Regions from separate parts of the Sus scrofa genome. Here region 2 is linked to region 1. The links are chromatin contacts, called in public promoter capture Hi-C maps. All regions are on one chromosome and are shown on one strand. Each heading gives the region's core, a stretch centred on a gene start, on an enhancer-like site or on the middle of the called end of the contact. The rest is flanking DNA. Distances are from core to core; before and after follow the strand shown.

Region 1 (6,148 bases), core at 2,419-4,918:
AGTCGGAGCTACAGCTGTGGCCTTCGCCACAGCCACAGCAATGCCAGGTCTGAGCTGCATCTGCAACCTACACCAAAGCTCATGGCAACACCAGATCCTTAACCAACTGAGCAAAGCCAGGGATCGAACCCTTGTCCTCATGGATGCTAGTCGGGTTCATTACAGCTGAGTCATGACAGGACTCAGATAATTCATGCTTTTAATTCAATAAGTGAGGATATACAACAGTGACTTCCAAACCTATGCACCACCTGAGGGCCTTCCACAAAAACATTCCTGATTCAATAAAATATGAAAAAAAATCATGGCACTTATAATTCTAATGGAAATTTGAACACTGAGTGCATATTTAATGGTAGAGTAATTACTGATGTTTTAAGAATAATAGTGATATTGTGGTAAAGTTTTAAAAAGTCTTTTAGTGATCCATACTGAAACAGCATGGTTTCCGTGAGGTCTGGGATTTGCTTCAATGTATCACTGAAGAGGGGACAATGTTGCAGAAGGGGTATAAACTAAACAAGATTGGCCATGAGTGAATAGCTAGATGATGGGCACATGGGATTCATTATACTGTTCTGTCTTCTTTGGGATATGTTTGAAATTTTCCATAAGAAAAATATTCTCCAAAACATACTCTAGAGTATGTTAATAGGGGAGGAGGGGAGTGATCTTGTTGATCACAGCTCATATCCTGGGAATATATACTCTCTTTAGGAGCAAAGTATCCGATTGATTTACACAAAGTGCATTTAACAACCCAAAGCAGAATTTTTGCAGTACGAAGGAAAATCTAATGTCTCAAAGTACAAAATTTCTTTCAATTCTAAATTTCAAATAAAATAAACCACATTCCATGAGGATGCAGGTTTGATCCCTGTCCTTGCTGTGGGTTAAGGATCTGGCGTTGCCGTGAGCTATGGAGTAAGTTGTAGATGCAGCTCGGATGCTGTGATGCTGTGTCTGTGGTGTAAGCCAGCAGCTATAGCTCTGATTCGACCCCTAGCCTGGGAACCTCCATATGCTATAGGTGTGGCCCTAAACAGGAAAATAAATACATCAATCAATCAATCAATCACATTAGAAATTGTACCTCTATGACTCTACCTCATGTCACTCTGTCCCCAAGTCAGTACAATCCAGCCACATCGACCCCTTGCTTCCTCAAACATGCCAAGCTCTTTTGTGCTTAAAGGCCATGGTTTAGCCATGTGCTTTGTCAAAGAACGCTCTTCCCCTAGATTATCCCATGGCTGGCTTCTTCATTCATATCTCAACTTCCCCAGTGTTGCCTCTTCAGGAGGGCCTTCCCTGGCACTCCATCTTCAGTACCCTCACCCCTTACAATAACTCCCTACGACCTTTAGCTCCTATTTCAGAGCACTTATCACCAAGTGAAACTGCCTTATTTGTCTACTAATTTACTGTCTGTCTCCTTTATTAGGAATATAAGATCTCTGACCGTGGAGCTCTTGTCCATCTTGTTCATGGATGCCCCCTGACCCTTACGTCAGTGTCTGGCCAAAACAGGGACTCAGGACAGAACTTTGAATACATGAACTATGTACATTTGGAAGGGTACCTTCTTGCACCCCTACATTATATCAGGTACTGCAAATGCAAATATCCCAGAGCTCAGATGGGTGCTAAGTGCACTGGGCCTTAGAGAAAAATGGAGACCACCTGAACTGGTCTGAAGGAGGCAGCCGCTCTTGAGCTTGACCTACTACTGCCAGGCTACAGGGAAGATCTAGAGTAGTCAGATCTTCCCGCTACTGGGATGCCAAATAGATGAGATGACATCCATTTTTCATTTCTTCACTTTTTTGCTTTTCACTTTTATGGCTGCACCAGCAACATATGGAAGTTCCCAGACTAGGGGTCGAATTGGAGCTGCAGGTTCAGACCTATGCCACAGCCACCGCAATACCGGATCCAAGCTGTATCTGGGACCCATGCCACAGCTTGCAGCAATGTAGGATCCTTACCCCACTGATCGAGGCCAGGGATCGAGCCCATATCCTCAAAGAAACAACGCTGGGTCCTTAACCCACTGAGCTACAATGGGAACTCCTAATCTCTTCACTTTCAATTGTTAGCAACTAATTTGAAAAAAATTTAAATAGCATGTGAATCACCAGTTTGCAAGCTCTGCTTATCCAGATCAGACAATTCAGAGAAGAGTTAAGAGATACTGAGAAAAGATATTGAGAAGATTGCACCCAAGAGTATTGTTTGTAATGGTGAAAAATGGGAAACAACCTAAATATCCATCACTACGGGAATTCTCAAATAATGTGTGGTAAGCCTATTTGATTAGAATACTATATAGTTAAGACAAGTGAAGTCTAGCCATCTGTATCAGTGTGCATAGATCTCAAAAACATAGAACTGGGTGAGAAGGCAAGTTGTAGATCAATACACAAAACATAATAGCATAAAACTTCAAAAGTTCAAAGTTATTCTATATATAGTTTACAAATACTTAGTAATAATGAAAGTATACGAACCTAGATTAGCAAAATGCATTTCAAACATAAGACCAGAGTTGCCCCTCCGAAGGAGAGTGGCATTGAAAATAGGTGGCACCTACTTTATTCAAATAACCTATTTCTTTCATTTAAAGATATAAAATGACAAAATGTAACATCCGTTCATTCTGGACAGTGGGTGAGTGAATGTTTACTCTGTTTTTCTTTTTAAAACATTTCAGAATTTTAAAATATGGAAAGGGTGGCAGTAGAAGAACATATACTAGAAACCAAGGCAACTGCGTTCGTCTTTGCTCTGCCTCTTTGGCATTAATATAACCTCTAATACTGTTTCCTCATTAGCAAATGAGGAGAAAGTATGTGGTTCTCTCCAGTCTCTTCAATCTGTCAGTGAACCTAAAACTTTCCACCCGCAACCCGGATACAGGAAAGGCTAGCCAAACTAGGGAATGATACATGGATTCTCCCCCCGTTAGGAAAGTTCGATCTCTCTCAAACGTCAATTACTTCTCCAGAGGCGGTACGTGTAGTGAAGTGTCTTGGCGACAGAGAGACCTGGATTTATTAGCAGTTCTGACTTTCAGAGTCCTCACTTCTAAAACGGGTATTTCTCACACCCAGCTTATAGATTGTAGTGAGATAACTTCTTTCAAGGGCCTAAACGGTACCTATATAGCAGCAGTAAGAGAATTTCATTTAGGGGCTCTGCATCGGGATCGCTAAACAGAATCAGTTTTTCACGCTGGCTTCCAAGACAAAAGTAGGTTACCTTGCCAAATGCCGGCGATGTGTCAGAAACTCTCCGGGATAGTTGCTATGGCGACACTCTGGTTCCGCCTCCAAACTTGCTCGAACAGCATTCTGGGAGTTGTAGTGCGTGGACGCTGATACACACCGAGGGGATGGGGCAACTTCCGGAAAGGGTACTGCACTTCCGGTTTTTGCCTCCACCACCGCCCCTCACGCTCACTTCTTGTGGGCCACAGACCCCAAAATAAAAGCCAAGCTATGGGTTCTCCTTTCCAAGCTCGCCAAAGGTACAGCTGAAGGCGGGACATGGGAAGCAATGCGGTCCCAGGGGCGGAAACGAGAGCGGCATTGGCGGAACAGGAAAAGGCCAGGCTCGCGCCTAGGGCACGGAGGCTCCGCCTCCTAACGTCACTTCCGTAAACAAAGCTCACTGTGGAGGCGCGAGGTCCGGGATGTGACCCCAGCTCAAGCTGCGGCGGTAGCATTGGCGGCTGCAGCTGCGGCGGTGGCTTCGGAGGCCCCGGAGTCTTTGCAAGCTGAGGAAGAGGACCCCGATCCCCTTCTTCCTGAGGTATGAAGTGGAAGCACAGCCACTCCCTCAGTGTCCACCTGTAAGCCCCTTCCCCGATCCACTCTAGCCATTACTGAATTCTAGGGGGCGAAGGGTGGTTTCAGCTCCGCTCCTTGGGGGAGGGAAATAAGGTAATGTACAGAGGGATTCCTGGCGGTCCTGCCTGGGGGTTGTGAATTCCTGCCTCAAACTAATGTGTGAGTTAGACTACAAGCAGTTTATGAAGGCCTTCTCTGAAACGTTCCTTGTTGCTTGGTATGCAAGAAGGATTTCGGTGCTCTTGTGCTAGTAATGTTACCTTACCAAAAAAGAAAAAAAAAGGGGGGGGGGTTATTTTTAAGCACTGGCCCTTCAAAACATCTTAGTTTAGAATGGTTTATTTGCATTGCTTTACCTTCTGTTTTGTTTTTTTTTCTCTTTTTGTATCACCAACTGTGTATAAGCATCATTAAATTTAAAGACCAATGTGTTTATATCTATCATAAATTTATACAGATCCTTGCCTTTCTGCAGAATGGATATCCCATCTTCTCTATTTAGTTATTTTAACATTTATTTTGCATGCTGAAACAACTCCAAAATGTCTGTTCTGTTACTAAAAATGCTTCTAAAAGGAAAAATTGTTAGCCAGGATTTAAGCGGATTTACTTTTGTTATCTGAAATTATAGACTGGTCAATAGAGCCTTTCCTTTACAACCTTTGGTTCTTTGGAGGTATCCTAGCTCTAGTTTTGATTGTCTAGAGTTAGCCTAAGCCAGTGGTTTAAATAACAGTGCTAGTTGCACTGAGTCCAGGCAATGGCAGAAAAATCTGTTTTCATTAAAATTCTCAAGTAATTACTTTAGGAGTGACATCAATGAATTTGAGTCTTTTTTCAAGGGTCATAGCATGATTAAATTCAACACAACATACAATAAGAGGTCTAATGTACCTAAGGCACTTTATAGTCTGATAAGGTGAAGAGCCATATAAATTTCTCATCTTATGATACATGCAGAAATATAATTTAATATTTGTGCATAAATAAAAAAGAAATGTGGAAGGATATTGTTATTATTATTATTATTATTATTATTTTTTTTTTTTTTTTGCCTTTTCTAGGGCCGTTCCCACTGCATATGGAGGTTCCCAGGCTAGGGGTCTAATCAGAGCTGTAGCCAAAGGCCTACGCCAGAGCCACAGCAACGTGGGATCCGAGCCGAGTCTGCAACCTACACCACAGATCACAGCAACGCTGGATCCTTAACCCACTGAGCAAGGCCAGGGATGGAACCCACAACCTCATGGTTCCTAGTCAAATTCGTTAACCACTGAGCCACAATGGGAACTCCTGGAAGGATATTTTTAGATGGATGGCCGTAAGAGAAATAAAGCTGGTTAAATTAAGGGACAGTACTGGATAAATAGAAGCCTTTACAAATATCCGCCAAGAGTAACTTCATAGTGTAACTTTTTTGATGTTGGCAAAATAAAACACATATAATAAAGTTTCATGTTTCCTGGGAAAAGGGTGGAGAAAGTAAATTCAAAATAGTCATGGAGCATGTTTAACTTTACATACATAACTTCACTTGACCAAGGAACTAGAATCAGTATTATCTCTGGCCAGAAACTGTTTCTGCTTAGTAGTTGAAATAAGGTTTCTAGTCCCTAGTTAAAATGAAGATACACTGTCAGTTATGCACCTGTTTGAATCTAGTTGGTTTTTCAAAGAATACACATTAGAAGGGAGACCTAAAGGCCACCTAAAGCTTGAGTCAGGCTGGGTCTATCACGTGGATGGTTTGTTTAGTGTTTATTATGTGTTGTTCTCCTTCTATAATAATGTAGGTATTTTGAAGGCAGGGACTTTGTCTTGTTCAATACCATCGTCCCAATGCCCAGAATTGTTCCTGACATGTGGAAGAAAGTAAATATTTGTGGGATGAATGAATAAAGAAAATGGTGAAAAAAGTTTTTGTCTAACAGGCAGCTTTGCTTAGGGCTTCTGTGTATATAGTCCTATAGATTCAACTTAAGGGATCCTTATTCTAACTTCCTCTAATGACCTCTGAAATCTTGATCCTCTTTCAGTCCATGAAGTGGGCTTTCGAACCTCCTTCATTTTGGCATATTGCAACTATGTGTATGATTTTGCTGTCTTTCCTTAGGTCATAAGAAGCTGGCCTTGGTGCAATAAGGAACTTAAAACAATGGAGGAGCGCAAAGTGAAGAGGAGGAGTCCTAAGTCTTTTAGTGCCCACTCTACTCAGGTTGTTAATGCCAAAAAAAATGCCATTCCAGTTAGTAAAAGCACAGGGTTTTCAAATCCTGCATCCCAGTCAACTTCACAGC
Region 2 (6,148 bases), core at 2,158-4,657, 170 kb before region 1:
TTCAAACACTGGCCAAGAGTGGGTTAGGGGAGTTCCCCTCGTGGCTCAGTGGTTAATGACTCCAACTAGGAATGAAGAGGTTGCGGGTTTGATCTCTGACCTTGCTCAGTGGGTTAAGGATCTGGCATTGCCATGAGCTGTGGTGTAGGTCATAGACGTGGCTCGGATCTGGCTATGTTGCTGTGGCTGTGATGTAGGCCGGCAGCTACAGCTCCGATTAGACCCCTAGCCTGGGAATCTCCATATGCCGAGGGAGCGGCCCTAGAAAAGGCCAAAAAAAAAAAAAAAAAAAAAAAAAAGTGGGTTAGGAACCAGCAAAGAATCCTGCATAAATCTCAAATCCTGAGAGTATCTTCTAAAGCTAGCCAAGTTTCCATTCACTTCCATAACCTATTTCAGACGCATCTTTTGTACTTACACAGGCCAGATGCGTGAGGAGCTACAGAAGAAATAGAACAGAGGATGTCATCCAGCCTTTGGGACACCCCCATGTCCATATCAGTGTTTCCCAAACTTGCCTGCTCATCAGCATGCCAATGGGGGGGGGGTGATTATTAAATTACTCTGTGGCCCCACCCCAGAGACAGAATCTCCGGAGAAAGGACTAGGGAAGCTCGGTGGGGAGGGAGTGCTTGTCGGACAAGCTGCCTTCCTCTCGCTCTGATCCCCTCTACTTCAAAGGACAAAATGCCCCCCCAACCCTGCCTCGCACACTCTGCTTCTCAGCACACATTCTGTTGAGTCGGGACAGTTTGCCCCCACCCCAGCCCTCACTGCCCCTTGAGGGCTGCAACTTGGCCCTCACGCTCGTGCTAGTCCCTAACACCTCGTAAACAGAGAAAACAGCCCGACCACAAGTTGGATCGCCCACCTCCACCCGGCCCCCATCTTTCTGCAGAATTTCTATGCTTATTCTGCACGTTGCCCCAGTTCTTCCAAACCATTAAGTTTTCCTTTAAGCCTTACTCTCACCTTCATACCCAAACTTAAGGATAACCTCCCTTAAATGAAAGTCAAGTTGTCCCTCTACCTTTCTCACTTCCACCCCTAAGGAAAATTCCAGCAGCTTCCAGCTCGGCTCGATCCAGGTGTGCTTCACGTTGCCTCTGCACCCTGCCACATCTGCCCTGAGCTTGTCAAATGCTGCCCAAAAGCCATCATTGCTAATCTAGCCCAAGCTTCTCGGACTTCAATTCAGATCCCCTCGACAGAGTCCAACCCGCCCCCTTCTAGGCTCAGCTTAGCGCCCCTTCCTCTGGCACATCATTTTGACCTTCCAAAGTGGCTGTTTATTTACACACACACACATGTACACGCACATGTGCACACACATGCCTCCAAGAACTCACAGGGCACCCATAAGCTGGGCATATGCGATTTCTTAGTTTGCCTCCAGGAACTGACGTCTCCCCCACACTACCCCTTCTCCTGTCCACAATTTCTTGAGAAGAAAATTCTAACTCTGGGGGTGTTCAGTAAAAATTTACTGAATAGATCATGTAAGAAGCAAGGTTTGATCATTTTTCTCCCCCACCCCCAAGATAAGCTGGAACAGATATTTGGAGCTGGATTCCAATCTTGATTTCAGCTCATACTTAATGACAATGTCATCAATTGCAAGCCTCTCTGAACCTGGTTCCCCACTGAAAACAATAATACCGCCACCTAGTGGGGTTAGGAGTCAAGCACTAAGCACTGTAGGAGGCCCCCCATATGTATAAGGAAATAATCATTGTCAGGAATATCTTTTTGTGGAGAATTTGCAAAAGATAATCAGAAAAAAATAGGTAAGAGGCTACTAATACGAGTTTATCAAAAACACAAACACCATAGTTTAGGCAGCAGGAAAAAAAGGGGGATAAAATTACAGAAAACTTCAAATATGATTTAACTTGAAAGCTGCCATTTGAAAATATTTGGGGGTCTTTTTTGTGCAATTATTTCATGAAAATTAATGTATCCTCATGGCCATAATAAAGGCAAAGAGAATTACTCATGACCCTTAAAATACTGTGCTAGCCCCCCCAAAAAACATTAAATAAGCCGGATTATCACTTTTAAAGAATACATAGGTAGTTTCTAACAGACATAGCATTGACATTTCAATGTACCTGACAATCTAGCCCACATGAAAGAAAATCATTAAATGAAAATAATAGAACACAAGATTATTTTTCTTTTCTTTTTCTTTTTTTGCTTTTTGCTTCTTAGGGCTGTACCTGTGGTATATGGAGGCTAGGAGTCGAATCAGAGCTGCAATGCTGACCACATCCACAGCAACTTAGATCTAAGCCTCGTCTGTGACCTACACCCACAGCTCACTGGATCCCCAACCCACTGAGCAAGGCCAGGGATCGAACCCACATCCTCAGGGATACTGGCTGGATTCATTACCTCTGAGCCACAACAGGAACTCCAAGATTGCTTTATACAATAGTGACTACGCAAAAAAAACATGTAGCAAGAACTTGGAGGGTGTCAGGTATGCAGGATGCTATTTCTTAATGAAAATGTCTGTGGATATATTTCAGTAGGGTGTTCTAAATATATTTTTAAAACATGGTGAGGCACATTGAACAGGGTAGCTAGGGGCTATTTTACAGCTTTTTAAAAGAAATCCTGACAGATCAAAGCTTTTGTCTGTAGATAATAATGAACCTTTATCTGAGAGTATCACATATGCATCATTCTATGTGCCAAATGCCACAGCCTCAGGAAACCAGCTGCCCGCAGCCTTGTAAATCAAAGTTTATTCGCTTCCTCATTTTCTGTCATGAACTCCCTAGTCATACGCTGTCACAGCAATTCACTTCACATTTTAAAAATAAAGGTTTGTTTCATGGAGCCTTGATGAGTCCCATCTGAAAACCATTAAAAACATCCACACCCACTTCCACACAAACCAGAAAATCCGTAGAATTCAGACTCATTAAGTCTGGAAGCTGGAAATGATCCTAGCAACAAATAATTTACACTTCCCATTATGGACAGAAAGAAAGTAGAGAGGTCTGGTGATCTGGCCACTGTCATTCGAAGCAGTCAACTGGGCACTGCTGGGACCAGAACCCTGGTTTCCTATTCCCTCTGGGTTCTCCCTGCTTCACCACGCCTCGGGTCTGGCTCTGAAGTTAGTGAATCCCCCTTGATACTCTCCAAGCCTGTCAGTGAGTCATGTTTCCGTTTCCACACGCTGTTCCAAGTGGCCTTTAGGAGCACAGAGTTCATTCATTCACCGTAACTCGTACAGAGAGGACCGGCACACTCAGCAGTTTTGACTCACACGCCACCTTCAAATCGGTGAAGCCAATGGCCAACTAAATCTAAAAAGAAAAAGAAATCTAACTCTTGGCACTTAAAATACTTCCTTTCAACCTACTGTAAAACAACAGCCTATTTAGGAGATGAAAAGTGAGTCACTGCTTTCATCCAGCAGACAGGCTCCCCAGGCACAAACTCATGCACATTATAACATTATACTTCATGGGGCCTTTTAAATATTTACTTGTTAGCAGTATTCTTCCTTTCAGGTCAAAGATTATAGTACTTAGCAACACAAAGAAAGCAGAGGGATATAGTTATGAATTAGTAAACTGCTTTGCCAAGCCTTCCATTTGTTAATTCAGTCCAACTTCAAAGAGGAGTTTAAAAAGAGGTTCAGCTGTCAGAAATTAACCCTCAGAAAATTACTGAATCAAAAAGTGACTTGGCCAGTCTTTCCCAAACTGCTGTTAAGGAAAGAAATGCTCAGTTGTAGGTACAGAAGCATAAAGCCTCTTCCTATGCAAGTAAGTTTGCTCAACTCAAAGTTTCGAGATGTATGTGTATGTGAGAGAGAACCACAGGATTTTCCCAGCCTTTGATATGCTAATGAACGAAGTACATTTCCAAGGATGGGGTAAGAGGGGATTTCAGTTTATTTGATCATTTTTATTATCTGAAGGGGGGCAGTAGGGATTAAAATTTGAGAAAACACCCTGCCCTGGTTCTTCCTTTCCAGCAACAGAGTGGAGAAAGGGCTTTTCTAATAGCACCATATATTCTTCTTCTTCAGTGGCATAGACTCTGATTCACAGCTATTTCAGGAGAAGGTCAAAGTCTGTCAAGTCAGAGGGGAATGGGGAGGAGGAGCCCATACAGAGCTAAATCCCTGAGAGCTTAATTTCTCCTGGCCCCCAGCGTGGCCAGTTCCTTTGGGCTTCCAAAATCGAAACGGCCCTCTGGCTCTCAGTGAAAACAGCCTCGTTACCTGTTCCTGCGGCCTGACTCCAAGTGGCCGTGCACTTTCCCTGAACTCTTTGATGTGCCTGCTCAAGTCTGTTTCAATGGGCTTTCACCATGGCTGTACATCAGAATCACCTAGGGAGCTTTTAACTCTACAGATGTACGGGCTCAATGCCAGGTCTACAGAATCCAACATGATTCCCAAAGAGCAGCAGCCGGAGCCGAAAACCACTGTTCTGCTTCCTACAAAGTTGAAGTCGATAGGCAAAGGACTGATGGTGCATGGACCGAACACTGAGCACACTGACATTAATAAGTGAAGGGCTTCATAGCAAGATTTTCATCAGTCCCCAAGTTTACAAATCGACGGCATTCACAGGTGGCCTTTTTTCTTTTCTGGGCTATTTTCACAAAGAAATAAACAGGTGTTACTTTGAGAGGAGTAGGTGCTTAAAACAAAGCCATCCAGGAGCAGAAGGCTGTGGCTGGTTCACATGAGTGAAGTCCCTGCTCCCCACACAGCCCACCCAAGACACGACCCTAACTGGGGACTCATTTCATCACATGTCTTGAACCTTTGGAGACCACCTGAGAAAGTCAGTACCAGGAGTGTTCGCTAAGCTAAAGCCAAGACTACTGTGTGCTACACAGCACAGCAAATCCACCTCTAGAGGGAGCTTCATAAGTGGCTCCATCACTGACATGAGACAGAAAGTGACTGTGAAAACCAGTTTTCTTCCAAAAGCATGTTCACTCAGCCTACCTAACACACGGAGTCTCTAAGCAGAGTATGAAAGAAAAGGGAATAGACCTAAGAAGGGGCAAGCAAGTTAAAATTAAAGGTATCTGTCTATCATTCTGTATTTTAAAGGACCAACTAACTTTAATATAATAGGGGATCCTGGAAACGAATATAAAAAGAATGTTTCCTTGCAGAACTTCCTTAATCAGCAGAAAAGGTTGATACACACATTCAATGGGTAGAAATAGTCCAGCACAAAGAGAGTTGAGAAATAGTTAGGAAACAAAAACCATGAGTCCTGATAGACATGACATAAAAGAAAATGAGGGGTCCAGAGGCTGCCAAGGCTCCGGGCTGCCGCTCCATCTTTGATATGCACCTGCTGCAGAATGTGTAACTGACAAAGGTAGTGCCAAGATAGCCCATCTTTCTCCTCATTTTTAATAGCAAGACGGCATTTCCGGCTCTCTTCTCTCTTTAACACTGCCTTCTTTACAACCCTAAGAAGAAAAAAAAAATTTTAAAAAGGCCATAAACTTCTCTTTGAAAGATTAAACCAAACATAGTACCTCTTCCTTTGCAGCTCTCATGCAAAGCCAATTCTCTGGCAAAGATCTCAACATCTTCAGGTATTCCAGGGTCAGTCTAACGTAGGCAAGAGAAAAGGACCTAGGAGTCAGAATCTATCTATGCTGCCTGACCAGTGGAGTCATCAGCCTGGATAAGTTGTTGAAACTCTCTGGGCATCAAAACTATACAACGAACAGATTAAATTACCACGCCGAGGGCCCCCCAGCTCTAAGCCTAGAGTGCCCCAATATGCCAGCATTGACTCTACTTTGCAGTTCCAGACAAACAATACTACATCTCAACTACTGTTAAACTACAACGGGAGGCCTCTGGGGTCATGTGGAAACAATTTCTTAAACGAAAGCATTTTCATCAAATACATGAGAAGCACTTAATAAATCTAAAAACAGACTAAAAGGATTGTGTGGACAACTCAAAGCAGGAGTTTGATGGCTAAGTGGATTGCTAAACTATCATGACATACCTCAAAGCCAGTGAAGACACAGAACAGTGTTTCACTTGTTAACGTTTTAGATTATTGAGGTGATACACTTGGCAAAATATCCAAGGTTCTTGAAACAATCTGCAGCACCACAAAAGGACACCCCAAAGACT

The links. Promoter capture Hi-C pulls out the DNA fragments that hold promoters and counts their contacts.
Region 2: a promoter capture Hi-C map of liver shows a contact between it and region 1, with 4 times the contacts expected there. The contact joins the enhancer-like site here to the promoter of CCDC28A in region 1. A contact is called at or near these places in 4 of 5 promoter capture datasets (fetal liver, liver and skeletal muscle), 30 of 47 Hi-C or Micro-C datasets (adipocytes, adipose tissue, alveolar macrophages and 17 more) and 2 of 2 datasets of contacts at active chromatin or transcription factors (alveolar macrophages and skeletal muscle).

Annotation. Positions count from the first base shown.
Region 1 is chr1:25,660,797-25,666,944 of Sscrofa11.1, reverse strand. CCDC28A (coiled-coil domain containing 28A) reads left to right here and starts at 3,668. Exons shown (of 6, transcript NM_001244669.1): 1 at 3,668-3,813; 2 at 5,965-6,148. The coding sequence starts at 6,007. NHSL1 (NHS-like protein 1) reads right to left here and starts at 3,391. Exons shown (of 7, transcript XM_021087407.1): 1 at 3,262-3,391.
Region 2 is chr1:25,833,915-25,840,062 of Sscrofa11.1, reverse strand. The region is part of intron 1 of NHSL1 (NHS-like protein 1); the gene reads right to left. Among named protein-coding and RNA genes, the nearest start is that of NHSL1, 170 kb to the right of the region's middle. Within about 2 kb of position 3,407, at least 28 of the 83 cell types and tissues checked have an H3K27ac peak or open chromatin away from gene starts, as enhancers often do. A contact at or near this core is called in adipose tissue, alveolar macrophages, embryonic fibroblasts and 5 more, where this site is marked.